5 separate regions of the Mus musculus genome follow, and regions 2, 3, 4 and 5 are each linked to region 1. A link is a contact called in public promoter capture Hi-C data. All regions are on one chromosome and are shown on one strand. Each heading gives the region's core, a stretch centred on a gene start, on an enhancer-like site or on the middle of the called end of the contact. The rest is flanking DNA. Distances are from core to core; before and after follow the strand shown.

Region 1 (2,832 bases), core at 183-2,682:
AAACATTAGGTTAAAATTAAGTATCTGGAAATAACTTGTTAGGATAATATGCAACTGTTCAATGAACAAGGTAAAACTGTATTGTTTTTTAAGCATCACTGTCAAGCATCTGCCTCACTACAGATTATGAAAATGAAACACATTTCTAGTATCTGTAAGAAAGGCGGATGTACCTTCCTACAAGTGAACCCAAGAGGATAACTGAGGTCACCTTACACATGGAGTATGTTCAAGAGTGTAAAACTAAACTATGTTCCTGCTTTTAAACGTCACTGCTGTACACTATTATCACCCTGACTTTATAAACAGCAGGGAAACACGAGGTAGGAAATGGCATTCTAAGTTCTCAAAAGGGGATGGGTGGGTGTTGGCTCATGCCTGAAATCCCAGCCTAGGAGGGAGTCTGAGTTTGAGTCAAACTTGGGCTGCATTTTAAGACCTAAGCCAGGCTGACCTGCGTAGATTCTCAATTGAATCCCAAATGTGTGTGTTTGGGGGGCGAAGGGGGGGGGCGGTGGAGAAAAATGCAAGCCCACAACCTCAGCACTTGGGAAGTGTTGACATGGATCAAAAGTTGAACTTCAAGGTCATCCTCTGTTACACAGCAAGTTCAAGGCCCCAAATGGAGATTTCGTATCAACCAAAATAAGAATTAAAAACTCAACCAAACAAAACAAATAACAAAAAACTCTTAAACGTGACCCCCCCCCCCAAATAAATGCGCCCATTGCCAGTAGGACAGACGATCAAGACCATGTAGCCCATGCTGAAGTTCATTCTCGCCTGCCCTGAGACAACTGCCCAAACCAATTGGCTGGCACTGGCCAACTGGCTCCACAGGTCTTTGGGATTTTGACCAGCTCTGGGCTGTCATGACTTCCCAGGGTCCGTGGAGCAGGTCTGGCCCCGGCAGCCGCGTACCTGCGTGCGGAGCTCCTGGTTGTCGCTCTCGGCGTTGCGGTAGAGTCGCTCCGTGTGCTGCAGCAGCTTCTCCACCTCCCGCACCTGCCTCCGGCAGCTCCGCAGCTCGCGCTCCAACTTCTCCACCTTCCGCCTGAGCTGCGCCAGCTCCGGCTCCGGAGAGGCGGGCGGCGGCGGAGAAGGCGAAGGCGGCGAGGGCGCCTCGGAGGCCATGCGGCCGTGAGCGCCGAGCCCGCGGGGCGCGGACCGGGCTGCTTAGGACGACACCGGGGCCCACTGGCCCAGGGGCCACTGGAGCGCGCGGGCTGCGAGGGGCGGCCTCACGCTCGGACGACCGCAGCGGGCCCCGGCCATGTCGCCCCCGAAGACGGCGGCCGGGACTGCGAGCTTGGGGACGAAGCCGACTCTACCCGGGCCGCGCGGACACCCGCCCGGTGACAGTCTCCGGGAAGCCAGCGGACGGGAGAACTAAAGCGAACCCAGCGGAAGCCTCTAGTTCCGGGCTGAGCCGGAAACGCTAAGCCGGAGGAGGGCGGAGCCAAGACGGAAAAAGGAAGCGACGGAAAGCTAGAAGGGTCTGATCGCGCTGGTACACGGGGCTAGGAGCTGGGTACAAATTGGTGTTTATGTGCCCAAACAACGGCCTGTGTTTTTACTTCCGATTGTTTCCCTTGTATTGTAGTGTAGGAGTTTGAGTCCGATTGGTGAAATGTTTCCCCATTCAAAATCGAGGGTTCTTCCAATGTACAAGTATTCTTAGAAGTGCACTTTGTAAGTTCGCCTTATAATGGGAACTTTAACATTGAATTCTCTTCCCAGACTAAAGGGATTCACACGACATAGCTTTGTTAAGAGCATGTCCTTTACATAGCTTTGCAAGACCATCACTATCATCTGTCCCGTTCCTGTTACTGGAGGACTACTTATGAGCTCTCCTTTAGTCTGTTACCATAAAACAACCATATAATCGCGATGGTTCTGTAGGATGCCTTTTTTTTAAAAAAAAAAAAAATATGAATAAAAAAACCTTACTTTTATACATAGTCAGTATGTGACCCAGCAAAGCCACTCCTGACTCCCAGTCAACATATCACAGAGAGACTTGGCATATTAATTATAATAGCTAAGTTACAAAACCCGACAAGGTGACTAACAACAGTGTTGTGAATTAAGGAAGATATGGCATATATACGCAATGTATTTTTAAACGATAAATTAAAATAAAATTAAGTTATTTGTAGCAAAATGGTTTATATTTACAAATAGATATATCTGGAGATACGGAATTAAGCCAGTTCCAGAAAAGCAAATACCATGTGTTTTCTCTTACACATGGTTCCTAGGTTTTGTATAGATTTATAAAATCATTTATCTATATTATCTGATCTGCTAATAGCATAAATAGATAAGGATAAAGATAATTATTTTTATGACATGAGAGTAACAGCAACTGTGTAGGGGAAGAGAAGAGATTAGTAAGGGGGAGAAATGAGGCCAAGGTAAAGGAAAGAATATACTTAATGTAAAAAAAGTATGAAAATGCCCTTATGCGACACAGTACTGTGTACAGTGAATATATACGATGGGGCTTTTTAAAAGACTGAAGAGAAGTATTTATTTTCATTTTGTGAATTTTTCCAGTGTTCGGCTACAAAGGTTAAATAAAATCTTTACTCAAAAGTACAGAGTCACATGTGGTGATACAAGCCTGTGATTCAAGTACTCAGAAGACAGAGGCAGGTGAACTGACAGCCTGTGGCAGAGCAAGTCCCTGGCCTGCCAGAGCTGCAGAGCAAGAAAAGCTGAGGCAGGAGGATCCTGGGTTCTTGTCTGGCCTAGGCAACATAGCAATATGCTGTCCTGAAGAATAGCAACAATCTTAGTAAGAAACAAAGAGTTAGGCTTGGGTTT
Region 2 (2,832 bases), core at 153-2,652, 2.9 Mb after region 1:
GTTCAGAAAGCAATGCAGAAGAGCAGAAGATCTTCATAATAATAATAATAATAATAAAATTACCTAATCATTAAGTAGAACAGGAAAAGCCAATACTTTCAGTTAACTTACTTTTAAAAAAAATGGGGTGGGAATGCAGTTTGGGAGTTGAGAGGTCCTCTAGCATGTACCAAAACATGTGTTGGATCTCAGGACAACTCAAAGGTAACAAAATAACCACCCCCAACATTGTACAAGTCAAGGGTACACGGTACACAAAGATTTGGCAGAGAACATACTTTCCCCCCCATTCATAAAATCCAGTAACATTTGTTTATATGCGCCATAATCCTGAACCTCTTGCAAGCAAGGCACCGTTTTTAAGTGCTATTTTCTTCTCTACTCGATGACCGACCTCACCCCTACTATCTATCTATCTATCTATCTCCTCCTTGTCTCTTAGTATTGGTCTCATTTCCCTTGGATTTGCTAGCTTTGCGAAATGTCCCCTGCCAAGCAAAGTGACAAAAAAAACCCAAAAAACCAACCAACCAAACCAAAAACAACAACAACAACAACAAAAAAAACAAAAAACAAAAAACCCAACAACGTGAGAAATGCAAACGGAACTTTGGAAGAGAGAGAGGAGAGAAAAAGAAAGGAGGAAAAAAAAAAAAGAAACTTACTTTCCCACCAATGCGCACTTGTGCCTGCAGTTTGGCGAGTTTCTCCTGGTTCATGATTGTTTCTTTCATCTACAAAGAGAGAGGAAAAAAAAAAATCCTCAGCCAAGAACAAGAACGGCCGGGCCCCCCCTCCAGCATTCCACGCTCGTTATTTCCCGCTACACTCGCAGGAGAACGTCGTCCCCCTCGGGCTGAGGCCTGGATCCCCAATTCACCCCTCCAGGCTCGCCGGGGCGCACAGGGCCCCTCGCCCCTCCCCCGCCCGGCCCGGCCCGGCCTCGGGCTCAGCCCCACGGCGACCGAGCATCCCCCGCTCCCCGCCGCCCTGCCCGGCCTGGGCCGAGGCCTCGCCACGGCCTGCCCGGCCCGGCCACTCTCCGCAGGCCTCGCGGTACCTGAGACTCCCGTCCTCGGCTTCCGCCGAGAGGGAGAGAGGGCGTCGCTTCGGCCCCGGGCCAGCCGCCCCTGGCTCGCCCTCGCCCCCGAGAGTCCGCCTGGGTGGGAGCGCCCGTCCGTCGCATCGCTTTCCTCAGCTCCGTCCGTCCCCTCCCTGCCTCGCTCCTGCCGGGAAACGCCCGCCCCACCCCCAACTCCCGGTCTCCTCCCACGCCGGCGTCCACGGCCTTTTTTCTGTACCTTGTCGGAGTGGAAATGGCGCCGCGCGGGGAACTAAGGTTCACGCTCAGGGGGTCTCGGGCAGACCAGCTGAGAGAAGGCGCACACACGCGGGGACGCAAGATGGCAGCTAGAGGGAGGCCGGAAGTAACGCGACGCCACTTCCTCCAGAATTCAGGAAGCGGAGTTGGCGTCGCCGCGCATGCGCAGCCGGGGGCCGGTCCGCGGCTGTTTCTTTCCTTTCGTCCAGCGGCGGGCCGGGAGCAGCACCGGAGAGCTGGGACCCGCGGTCGCCGTCCGCGGTCCTGGGAAAGGCCGCGGATAGATCGGACAGTGAGGCTCCCTGTAGAGCTGTGGTTAAATCAGTCTGCCCTGTGGCCACCCCGTAGGGCGTCCAGCTTTGTCCAGTAGGCTGCAGTGTCTGCTCAATGCCGGGTGTAAATAAAAAACTATCGAAATCAGCCAGGCTAATGTTGCTTTCCAAAATTAAGTGACTTGGGTGATGTAGAAATCGCGACTCAGAATGTCTAGAAAGCATGTTCGGAATGCTTTCCAGATCTCCACCCTTCAGCAATTCGGTTTATTCAAGGTTGAAACAGGGTAACAAGATTTGTAACCTCTTAACCCTTCTACACCTCTACCATCGACTCCCTGATCTCGAATCGTCATGGATTCGACCATGAAGCATTCACGATGGAGCAAACTTTACCTTGAATTCTTCCAAGATGAATTTGAGCCTGCGTGCTTGGGGGTAAAAACGTGGCTGTGAGTTAAAGTTTGCCGAACTCCAGCACGAATTGTGGTTGTCGTTTTTTTGTTTTTTTGTTTTTGTTTTTTGTTGTTGTTGCATAATTTGATGGTTGTTTTAAAAAGTGTCTCGATAAGTAATCCTGGCTAGTCTGAAGCACACAGCTATTCTCCGGCCTCAGAGCCCCTCTGTCCAATGCTGGGATTATAGTCGTCTAGCACCATTCCCAGACAAATTTTAAGATAACCTTAGAAAATCCCTATATGAAGATTAAAAAACGAAAAAGAAAAAGAGGTTAAGTGAAAATTCTGTGTGCTTAAGCCTTTTTCCAATCTTAGCTACGAAATGTTTTTGAATATTCCAAAGAGAAAGTTGTGTTAGAATTTTTAGAGAATACAATTTATCCAGAAAAGTTGCCGAAATGAATACTCTAGCTAAAATCAATTTTTTTTCCCCTTGGAAACCTTTTTACACAAGAGTTTCTTGCAACAGCGATGAGTCATTTAAAAAATCGGGAGAGACAACTACGTTGCTATGTAGAAAATTGTAACAAGTTCTTTTTCTTGAAACAACAACAATGTTTCTTTTATCCGAACAAGTAAGTTTGTCTCAGAAAACCATGCTTGTTGTCTACCCTATGAAGTACCTAACCATTCTCCAAATAACTGAGATGAGGCAACAGAATTCAGTGCTACAGAAAATATATAAAACATGACTGTGTTACATATGATGGATAAAAGGTAAAACTAGTTCTTTTTGTTTTTGTTTTTTTTTTTTTTTTTTTTTTGTTGTTGTTTTTCCAGA
Region 3 (2,832 bases), core at 209-2,708, 2.9 Mb after region 1:
ACAGAAGAAGAAAAAAAGAAGGAGAAGAAGAATCTAAGTTCTTAACACGAGAAGCATTCAACTGAAGACAGTCGGGAGTATCAGATGGACGATTATATCGACGATACTCTCTGTCCACTCTGAAAAGCCTGCACAGCCGACATCAGCAGCACCAAAGCAATCAGTTTAACTTATTCTAATTGCTATTTTGATGAAGCAGAGCAAACCAAGGTTCATTCACTTCACACTCACTTTTGCTTTAACATACCAGGAATGCCCTTTCACTACGTACTTCCTATTTAAGGTCAGCACAGGAAGTCATTCTGTCCCTCAGAAATCCCTCTCTGCCTTCCAACAGGTGTTCTCAAACACTATCAAGGGCCAGATGGTAAATATTTTAGGTCTGGCCAACCAACCGACAAAGCAGAAGATATTCTATAGTTAATGACATGGCAAGAAATTTTTTCACTAGTACTCACAAACGCATTTGTTGTTGTTGAAAGGAAATACAATTCTTTGAGGTCAAGGCCTATTTCATTTAGTTTCAAGCCAAATCACTGTACATAAGACAGTATGTTTATCTGCAAAAACCATTATTGGCTCACTAGATAAAAACAGGCACCGGAATAGATCTGTCCCAGGAATAGTACCTCCTAAGTCTATTTTTCAAGAAATGAAAGGTTTTCGAGGAAAGAAGTGAGAAGTAGCGCTGGCTTGCTAAGTTACACAAATGAAGAACAGCATTGGCGGGGACGTGCAAGGGAAGACAGAACAAGCAATGAGATGCTATGAAAACGAATGTTAGGAAAATCACTGGACCAAGTCAGGACCTAAGAAACTGGGATTCACGGAATAACAGGCATTACGACACAAGGTGTGATCAAATAAACCCTGAAGGGTACTGAGAACATGTAAGAGGGAGATGTTTAATTCTACCTGGACATAATGTCATTTCAGCGGGGTCTCTAAGCATAATGTGGCACGATGGGCACAAAAGAAGCAGAGCGGAGGTGCAGAGAGGGACGAATACCCAGCCATCCTCAAATCACTAAAACAGAATTCTGTCCTTGGCCTTGGAGAAGAGATTGCTCCAGGGACTGACAGAGGTGGCTAGGAGAGCGACTACAGAGGAGCAAAGCCTGGGTCAAAATTAAATCGCGGAGGCAGATAAGTTCAGTGATCTCCGGGGGAAGCCCCAGAACAGACGTCCAGGATGTCAGAGATCACAGTGAGGACTGAGCAGAGCCTGGGCCGCCACCGGGAGCCGCCATCGCCTACCTCCGCGGGGCCCCGAGGGTCCACCGAGGCACCGATCCCCAGGACGACTCCCCAGACTTCGCCAGCTCCCTACAGCATACCGCTCTGCAGCACTCGCTCAAAATCACGCGGACAGTCCAGGAGCCGGAAACGCGGAGGCGCAGAGGCGCGTCGCGGGAAGATGACGTGCAGCGCAGGCGCAGAAGGTTTACGACCCAAAGAACTACAAGAAAGCGCCCTGGTGGGCGGGGCCCTGGGCGGGGCCCCGGGCCGCTCTCCAATGACCCGGAACTGAGGCGATCCATGGTTCTCCGAGAGGATGGGCTACGGGGCGCTAGGGAAACAAGAAGCGATCCCTGGGAGTCGTCTCGCCTTCACCGAACGCTCTGGGCTTTTTCCAGAGGAGATAAAAGATAGGAAGTGACGTCTGGGCCCGAAGCAGGCCCGGGGCTCGGGACCGATCTGGCTAGGCCAGGCCAGAGCCGCTCTCCCGCTGAGCTCAGGGCGCGTGTACCACCCGCCTGACCGGCCCCTGTCCCCGGATCCGCTCGCCGCGTCGGAGCGGGAGCGGGTGTCACCCCGCGGCCGTAGAGCGGGAACGCCCGCCCGGACACCTGTCGCCCGTGAGACGCCTTTCGTTTTTTATAGCACCTTTGCCCCCACTGTAGGACAATTTCAAGAATTAGGAAGAACCCGAAGCCTCTGTGATTAGCTTCCATTGGGGACTGTGCCCCCTGCTTGCATTATACTCTCCCTTCCCAGGCGTCTGGCTGGCGAGCCTACCCACCCTTTCTTTCTTAACTCTTTCTCACCATCTCTGTCATTTCGTTTTTTCCCTCCCTTGTGCTTCAAGTCTTGGCGAATCAACAGTCTTTGCTTATCTCTGTAATCCAGTCTAGATAACCGTTCCCTTTTCCTTTCCTGTTCTCTGGTCAAAGACTGGTAATTCCGTCTATTGAAACCTATTGTTCTATAGGGGTCCGCAAAGAGGTGACTATTTTAACCCCATTTTAGGAAGGATTGAGTCTCGGGAAACTCGTGATTTGCATGTCTAGCACATCGAATTAGTTGGTGTTGAAAATAAATTATCAGACCCAATTAGAAAATATGGGAAAGAAACTGTAAAAAAAAAAATTGTCCAAATTAAGATCAGAAAATATGAGGCACTAGGTAGGTTTTGTGTGCGGTGGCTCCTAAGAGTGATCTTAAACCAGGTGAGGGAGGTGGTACACACCTTTAATCCCAGCACTCCGGAGTCAGAGTCGAGGCTACAAAATAAGTAAGACCTCGTGTCAAAAGAAAAAAGATCTCCATCTGGCAGTTTTTTCCCCCTTTAATGGGAGCTTGAAAGGAAGTTTTCAAGAGAATAGCACTGGACATCCCCTGGGAGAACTGGGGAGGAGAGGGGGTGGAGTTGCGGCTCAACCCACACGTGCCTAGAAGAAATTGTTCTTTCCTTAGAAACAGTTCCCATTGAGTGCTATAAACTAACTTTCTGTTCCTGTGGCCTTCTGACAAAATGTAGCAACTTTGTTATGTGATACTTTGTGTGACTGTAGTGTCTTCATGTCTCTCCTGGAAGTTTTGTATTCTTGT
Region 4 (2,832 bases), core at 206-2,705, 2.8 Mb before region 1:
CTAAATCTAGTGTAGGGATTATGTAAGCCTTTCAAAGCTAAATTATGTCTCTCTACATTTTACTTAAAAAGAGAAAAGGAGATAATTTTATTATTTTCCTTAAAAATGATATAAAATATTCTAACAATATAAAAATAATAAAAATATATTAGAAGGCAGTTGGACACTAGACTGTAAGGGGTATAAAATTGTGAAAGACAGTAATATGATCATGAAGAAAATGTTCAATGTACATTAGAATTAGAATTTAAAAACAACCAAGATTTTTTAATATAATAAAGTATTTGCTTCATTGTATGACTATTTTTAAGTGAATATGTGAAGAAAAAAAAGAATTTCCAGAGTTTTAATTTTCAAAATGGTAAATATTCTGCATTAACAATTACATTTTCTTGAATATTTTTCAATTGTCATTATCTTCAACCATATAGGATACTATGTGTAATTGGCATTATGACTGGGGACAAAAAAATTAGTTTTATTTGTAAGGTAGCTACTTCAAAAGATTGTTTTTGCTCATATTATTATGTGTATAGTAAAAAAATGTAATGGGTATATGTGTACAGCTTTTAAAAACATGGGAAAGGTGAGCAACACTCTTATCATTTTAAGTTTAAAATGCAACAGGGGCCAAAAAAAAAAAAAAAAAAAAAAAAAAAGGACAAAGAAAAATGTCAAAATGGTAAGCGGCTGGTTACTTTTGCACGGTGGAATGGTGACTAGCTCATTCCTAATTCCCTCCTCTAATTTTTAAATAGCTTGCCACTAAATGTGTAGTTTAATATCAAAGAGAAGGGGGAAAAAAGAAGTTATGTGAAAAATCGGACAGACACGATCAAACCACTAAACTTTTGCCAACTCGAGAAATGCCAAACTCAGCCGAGTAAGTGACGGAACCGGATGACATCACCAACTTATTCTTTGAATTAAAAGATGAAGTTAATATTTAAATTTACGGGCTGGTTTTCTGACATGGCTAACCAAGAACATGAGTCTGGAATGTAACAAATTGCAATCACGGTCGCACAAACAGGTTAACTGTTAAAAGTTAAGGTCATCTCTTCAGAGGCACCAAAGACAGCGAGCGAACACTGAGGCATCAGTGAAACGGAGGAGGCGGCGACAACAGGCGCCGCGGGGACTCGCGGGATCCAGTGCGGCCCGACCCGGCCCAGCCCAGCCCGCGATGGGGTCGGGTATCTCGGCCGCACAGAGCCCAGGGTGGCAGGCGGGTCCCGGAGGAAGGCGAGGCCGGGCCGTCGCAGCCTAGCGAGTCCGAGGCCGCCCCGCCCCTCCGCCCGCAGTACGCTGAGGAGAGGCCGGTGGCGGCTCCGAGGCTCTTACCTCCCCACACCCCGCCGAGCTCTCGGGGACTCGACGCGACGCCGCAGTGAGGCGTGAAGAGTAACCCGGCCACGACACCCAGGACAGCGCGACGCCAGCCTAGAGCTCGTCCCCAGCCGACCTAGCAGAGAAGGGCGCAGGCGCAGAGAATGCTTCCCGCTGCCACGCCCCCTCCGGGAGGCTTGATCTATGCGCATGCGCGCTGCTCGGGTCCGAGCCAGTCCACGCGGGCGCGCCGGAAGTGGCCAGGCGACTCCGTTGGGATCCTGCGCTCGGACGCTGTTCCAAGGACGCTCTTCTGCTGGCCTCAGGAGGTGACTAGTGCCACAGCTCAGCTGACCCGGCACTCCGGTTTGCACCAGCCAAATCCAGCGGCCGACACTGTATCTCACCTCCGGGCAGCTCCTAAATGCCGGTCCTTGGGTGAGCGGATTGGCCGACGCCGCCCTGCACTTCTGGCTGTACTTCTGCATTTCCAACCCTCTGTAGCCTCCAGAGCGGCTGCTGTCTAAAACCAGAAGCCAGCTACCCTCTCGGAAGGAGATGCCCGATGCCTCGCGCGCGCTCTCTGCTTCGGCCTTCGCATTTTCACCACGAGTTTTCTAAAATTCAAAGAGAGCGAAGAGAAAATTAGTATCCGGACCAGCTTGGGGACTGCTGGCTCGCCTAGGCTTTCGAGAGATTACAAGCGTTATCGCTGCTGTGATTTGTACTCAAGAGACTTCACAGTCAGAGCTCAGGTCCTCAATTCAGTAATTGGCAACTGTAGTTTATCTTTCAGAGATTCTGCATCTCTACTTCTGGTTCCCCTTCTAAACTCTGATTTTTGCCAAGAGCAAAACTTTTGGTTGTGTAAGGTGACTGGCCTGTTCTTTGACAGACAATGCAAAAGAGATGCTTCGCTTACATTAGCTAATTAATCTTAAGAATAATTCCACAAGGGCTGGAGAGATGGCTCAGCCGTTAAAGGCTAGTCTCACAACCAAAAATATAAGAATAATTCTACAAAGTACAGTGTGTATTTTCACTTTTATACGTTGGACACTGTCACAGATAAAATGGGGCCGTCGTCTTTTTGGAACCTCAATTCAGAAGCAGTGGCTTGTGCATACAAATTAGGGGCAAAAGTATATAGTACAATGTAAGGACAAATAAGAGTTATTTTAAATGAACAAAACAACATTTTAAAGTATATGCAAATCAGTTCACAAAATAGCATGTCTACCACATTTTATTGATGTTCAAACTTAATATAGCAGAAACAGTGTATTCTCCATAAATCTGTTTTACCAATTTGCTTAATTTATAGATGAATTCATTGGTGAGAATAGTGTGGATACTCTCATATCCTGGTGTGGATATAAGTTAACACAAATTCACATATAAAGTAGGACTTTTGAAAGAACCTGCTTAGTAGCCAGGTACAGTAGCCCAAATTCCCTCCCCAGGAACACCTGTAAGGAGAAGCAAGGTAAAGACAGAACTTCC
Region 5 (2,832 bases), core at 142-2,641, 2.1 Mb after region 1:
TCACCCTTTAGCATCCCTTTTTCCTAAATACTTCATTACAGAGCAATAAGTTATTTCCCCAGCACTTAGGAGGCATAGGCAGGTGGATTTCTGAGTTTGAGGCCAGCCTGCTCTACAGAGTGAGTTCCAGGACAACCAGGGCTACACAGAGAAACCCTGTCTCGAAAAACAAACAAACAAACAAACAAACAAACAAGCAAAAGTTATTTCATGAAACGAGCCAAATTAAGCCAGATTAGAGTATATCTAAAGGCAGGTTATTGGAAAACCTTTCCTGGGTTAGTGAGTTCACCGATCCCAAGGATAGAGGCCAGGAAAGTCACCGTGGGGAGGGAGACAGAAGGGAGGGAGATATGCCAGCGGAATGTGTAGAGGATATGTAGAGGGTAGGTAGAGACCCAGGTTGAGACTGAAGGATGCTGGGAGAACCTGAAGGCCAGATCCACTTTGGTATGTTAAATATGCACCTCAACGCTTTGTCCACGGTCTGAAAACCAACACAGAGTAATGCTTAGTTTTGTATTTATCTTTATCCATTGAACACTATTCATATTAACATCCATTTCCAATCTAGTCTTTCTGATATCCTTAAAATTCTTCCTTACCTGACTGCCCTCTCTGGATGATGTAACTCTTTACCCATCTGCCATCTCTGCTGCGGGTTTCCTTTTTCAGCTCTCTCCTCTAGCCGCTGGGGCATTGACTTCCCAGGCTGGGTCCTAATTGCACTGCAGGACACCATCTTTCGGCCTAAATGAACATTTACATCCCATCTTCCAAACGTCTTTGCCCTGTTTTGGCTCTGACTGAATACCCCAGGCTGCCCCGCATGCCCCTGTGGACACTCGGGTTACCCGGCTTAGGCTCTTTAATATCAGTCTACAGGGTTACAGATAGATACCTGCTCCTCCCTGAAACTCCTAGAAGTCAGTGTGACTCAGCACATTTTTAAGGGTCTTCCTGGGACTGTACAAAAACTCTGTGTGTGGGGGGGGGGGCTAAGCTAGGAGAAAAATGACAAATAATAATCAAATCTGACCAACAAAATAGACAAACATGGTCCCGGGGGATGGAGAGGAAGGTTGTGGCATCAGCCCCTAGGCTCACTTACCTGTGAAGTGTCTGCAGGAGTGAGGAGGGAGCCATGGTAAGAGGGGGGCAGTTTTCTACATATATCCTGTGATTTCTGCTCTAGATATCTCGATTAAGAAATAAATGAATAAATTGGGGACTCGGCCAATGGCTCAGTGAGAGGGAACTGATGAGAGAGGCTTCTGGCAGACCAGGTGACTTCAGGAGGAAAAAAAAAATTAATTCAATTTCATCGAGTGCATTTCCTCTGGACCCAGGAATCACAGGAAATGCAATGTCTTTGAAAGGATGGAGTAGATTTCATTTTCTAGCGATCACTTTCCTTCTGCTGGTGACACACTGTTACTTCAAAGGCCTGGACCGGGGCGTGTTTCCTGTAAGGGTGAGCAGATTTGAATGACCGCTCAGGATGGACCTGCTCTGTAAGCACCCACCCCATGGGGCAGGCAATCTTGGGAATTACTGCTTTCCCGGCCCCTGCCTGCTGGGCTCGGGGCCTGGTGAGGTGATGGGGGTGGGGTAGGGGATTTCACAGTTCCCTAGCTCAATTAGGAGACAAAGCAGGATTGTTCTTAGCTTTGTTTTACGGAATTTCAATTGGGGGGGGGGTGTAAAAAAGATTCCCCGAGGACGCAAAACCCTAAATTGTTCTTGCTTTATCTTCTTGTTAAAATGTGTTGTGCATTCCTGGGCTGGAAGGCAGAGGAAATAAAGCTTCGCCGCTACCCCACGCGCCCTTCCCTATCTAGCCCTGTCAGGTCCCAAGTATTTGAGGGAGTTCTAATTACAGAGGAAACAGACTCCCTATCTGGTCTGGACTCTTGTCAGTGGAGAGTGCTCTTAAACGTTCCACATGGATTCAGGGAAATACGATTTGGAGAAGTGCTGATTTTTATTGGGCATGACTAACTCAAGCTGCATCTTTGTATTTTTTTTTCACTCCCTTTTAAGAATAATCGCTTCAAAATGATTAATGATGCCTGAAGCCACCGTCCTCACTTCCTGCGGTGAAACGCGGAACTTTTTGTGCATGTCTGGGTTTGTACAAGGGTGGGCTCCCAACTCACTGAGACAGTTTCCCATCCTGTCCAGACAGTTGGGTTATTGTTCAGGAAAGCTGAGTCTCTGGGGGGTGGGGTGGGGGCTGCAGAGAGGGGACCCTGTTCTGTCCCCCTCAGGGAGAAAAGAAAGGCTTCGCTCCAGTTACAGGAGAGTGAAATTGGTTAACCTCTCAAGGTGCCAGGACAAGCTTGTTGCTGGATTAGTTGGGTCCTAATTCTCTCTTCTCTCTCACTCCTTCTTCCCCGCCCCCTTCCCTCTCTCCCGTGTGCGCGCGCACGCGCGTGTGAATTAAGAACAAAACCTTGGTGTCTTTGAAAACCAGTAGAAACAAAAGGTCACCACCCTGCTGGGATGCAGCCATCTCTAGGTCCAGGCAGAGCTCCCCTGCCCCCCGGAACTCCCCAGGGGAGCATCCTGCCTTCTTCCTAGGATCGTCCTGGGAAAGCTGTTGCCTGGTCGTAGCCCGGAGACCGCAAGGATTCTAGCTCTAGCCGAGTCCCGCCCTCCCATCTCTGCCGGCCTAGGAGATATCTGCGGCAGCTGCAGGGGCCATTTTTTATAAATCGTATTTAGTAAAGACTGTGAGTGATTTTTGTAGATGACAGGAAAGTACTAGAATACTGGTGACTGGTTCCCCTGGTGGATTCTGAGAGGCTAGTTTGTCATGTAAATGTTTGC

Evidence for each region. Promoter capture Hi-C pulls out the DNA fragments that hold promoters and counts their contacts. Capture Hi-C pulls out chosen DNA fragments and counts their contacts.
Region 2: a contact with region 1 is called in a promoter capture Hi-C map of liver, with 2.7 times the contacts expected there. The contact joins the promoter of Btf3 here to the promoter of Aggf1 in region 1. A contact is called at or near these places in 4 of 39 promoter capture datasets (the C10 cell line, hippocampal neurons, liver and 1 more) and 1 of 9 other capture datasets (liver).
Region 3: a promoter capture Hi-C map of liver shows a contact between it and region 1, with 4 times the contacts expected there. The contact joins the promoter of Ankra2 here to the promoter of Aggf1 in region 1. A contact is called at or near these places in 6 of 39 promoter capture datasets (the C10 cell line, hippocampal neurons, liver and 2 more), 1 of 115 datasets of contacts at active chromatin or transcription factors (astrocytes) and 1 of 9 other capture datasets (liver).
Region 4: a contact with region 1 is called in a promoter capture Hi-C map of liver, with 4 times the contacts expected there. The contact joins the promoter of Zfyve16 here to the promoter of Aggf1 in region 1. A contact is called at or near these places in 2 of 39 promoter capture datasets (hippocampal neurons and liver) and 1 of 9 other capture datasets (liver).
Region 5: a contact with region 1 is called in a promoter capture Hi-C map of liver, with 2.6 times the contacts expected there. The contact joins the promoter of Lncenc1 here to the promoter of Aggf1 in region 1. A contact is called at or near these places in 2 of 39 promoter capture datasets (both in liver).

Annotation. Positions count from the first base shown.
Region 1 is chr13:95,373,925-95,376,756 of GRCm38.p6, forward strand. It overlaps Aggf1 (angiogenic factor with G patch and FHA domains 1), which reads right to left and starts at 1,433. Exons shown (of 14, transcript NM_025630.3): 1 at 922-1,433. The coding sequence starts at 1,134.
Region 2 is chr13:98,315,565-98,318,396 of GRCm38.p6, forward strand. It overlaps Btf3 (basic transcription factor 3), which reads right to left and starts at 1,403. Exons shown (of 6, transcript NM_145455.3): 1 at 1,061-1,403; 2 at 666-734. The coding sequence starts at 1,186. It overlaps Gm9828 (predicted gene 9828), which reads left to right and starts at 1,552. Exons shown (of 4, transcript NR_137279.1): 1 at 1,552-2,045.
Region 3 is chr13:98,261,618-98,264,449 of GRCm38.p6, forward strand. Ankra2 (ankyrin repeat, family A (RFXANK-like), 2) reads left to right here and starts at 1,459. Exons shown (of 8, transcript NM_001271388.1): 1 at 1,459-1,859. Utp15 (UTP15 small subunit processome component) reads right to left here and starts at 1,375. Exons shown (of 13, transcript NM_178918.3): 1 at 1,258-1,375.
Region 4 is chr13:92,529,355-92,532,186 of GRCm38.p6, forward strand. Zfyve16 (zinc finger, FYVE domain containing 16) reads right to left here and starts at 1,456. Exons shown (of 18, transcript NM_173392.4): 1 at 1,345-1,456.
Region 5 is chr13:97,433,579-97,436,410 of GRCm38.p6, forward strand. Lncenc1 (long non-coding RNA, embryonic stem cells expressed 1) reads left to right here and starts at 1,392. Exons shown (of 2, transcript NR_110432.1): 1 at 1,392-1,514.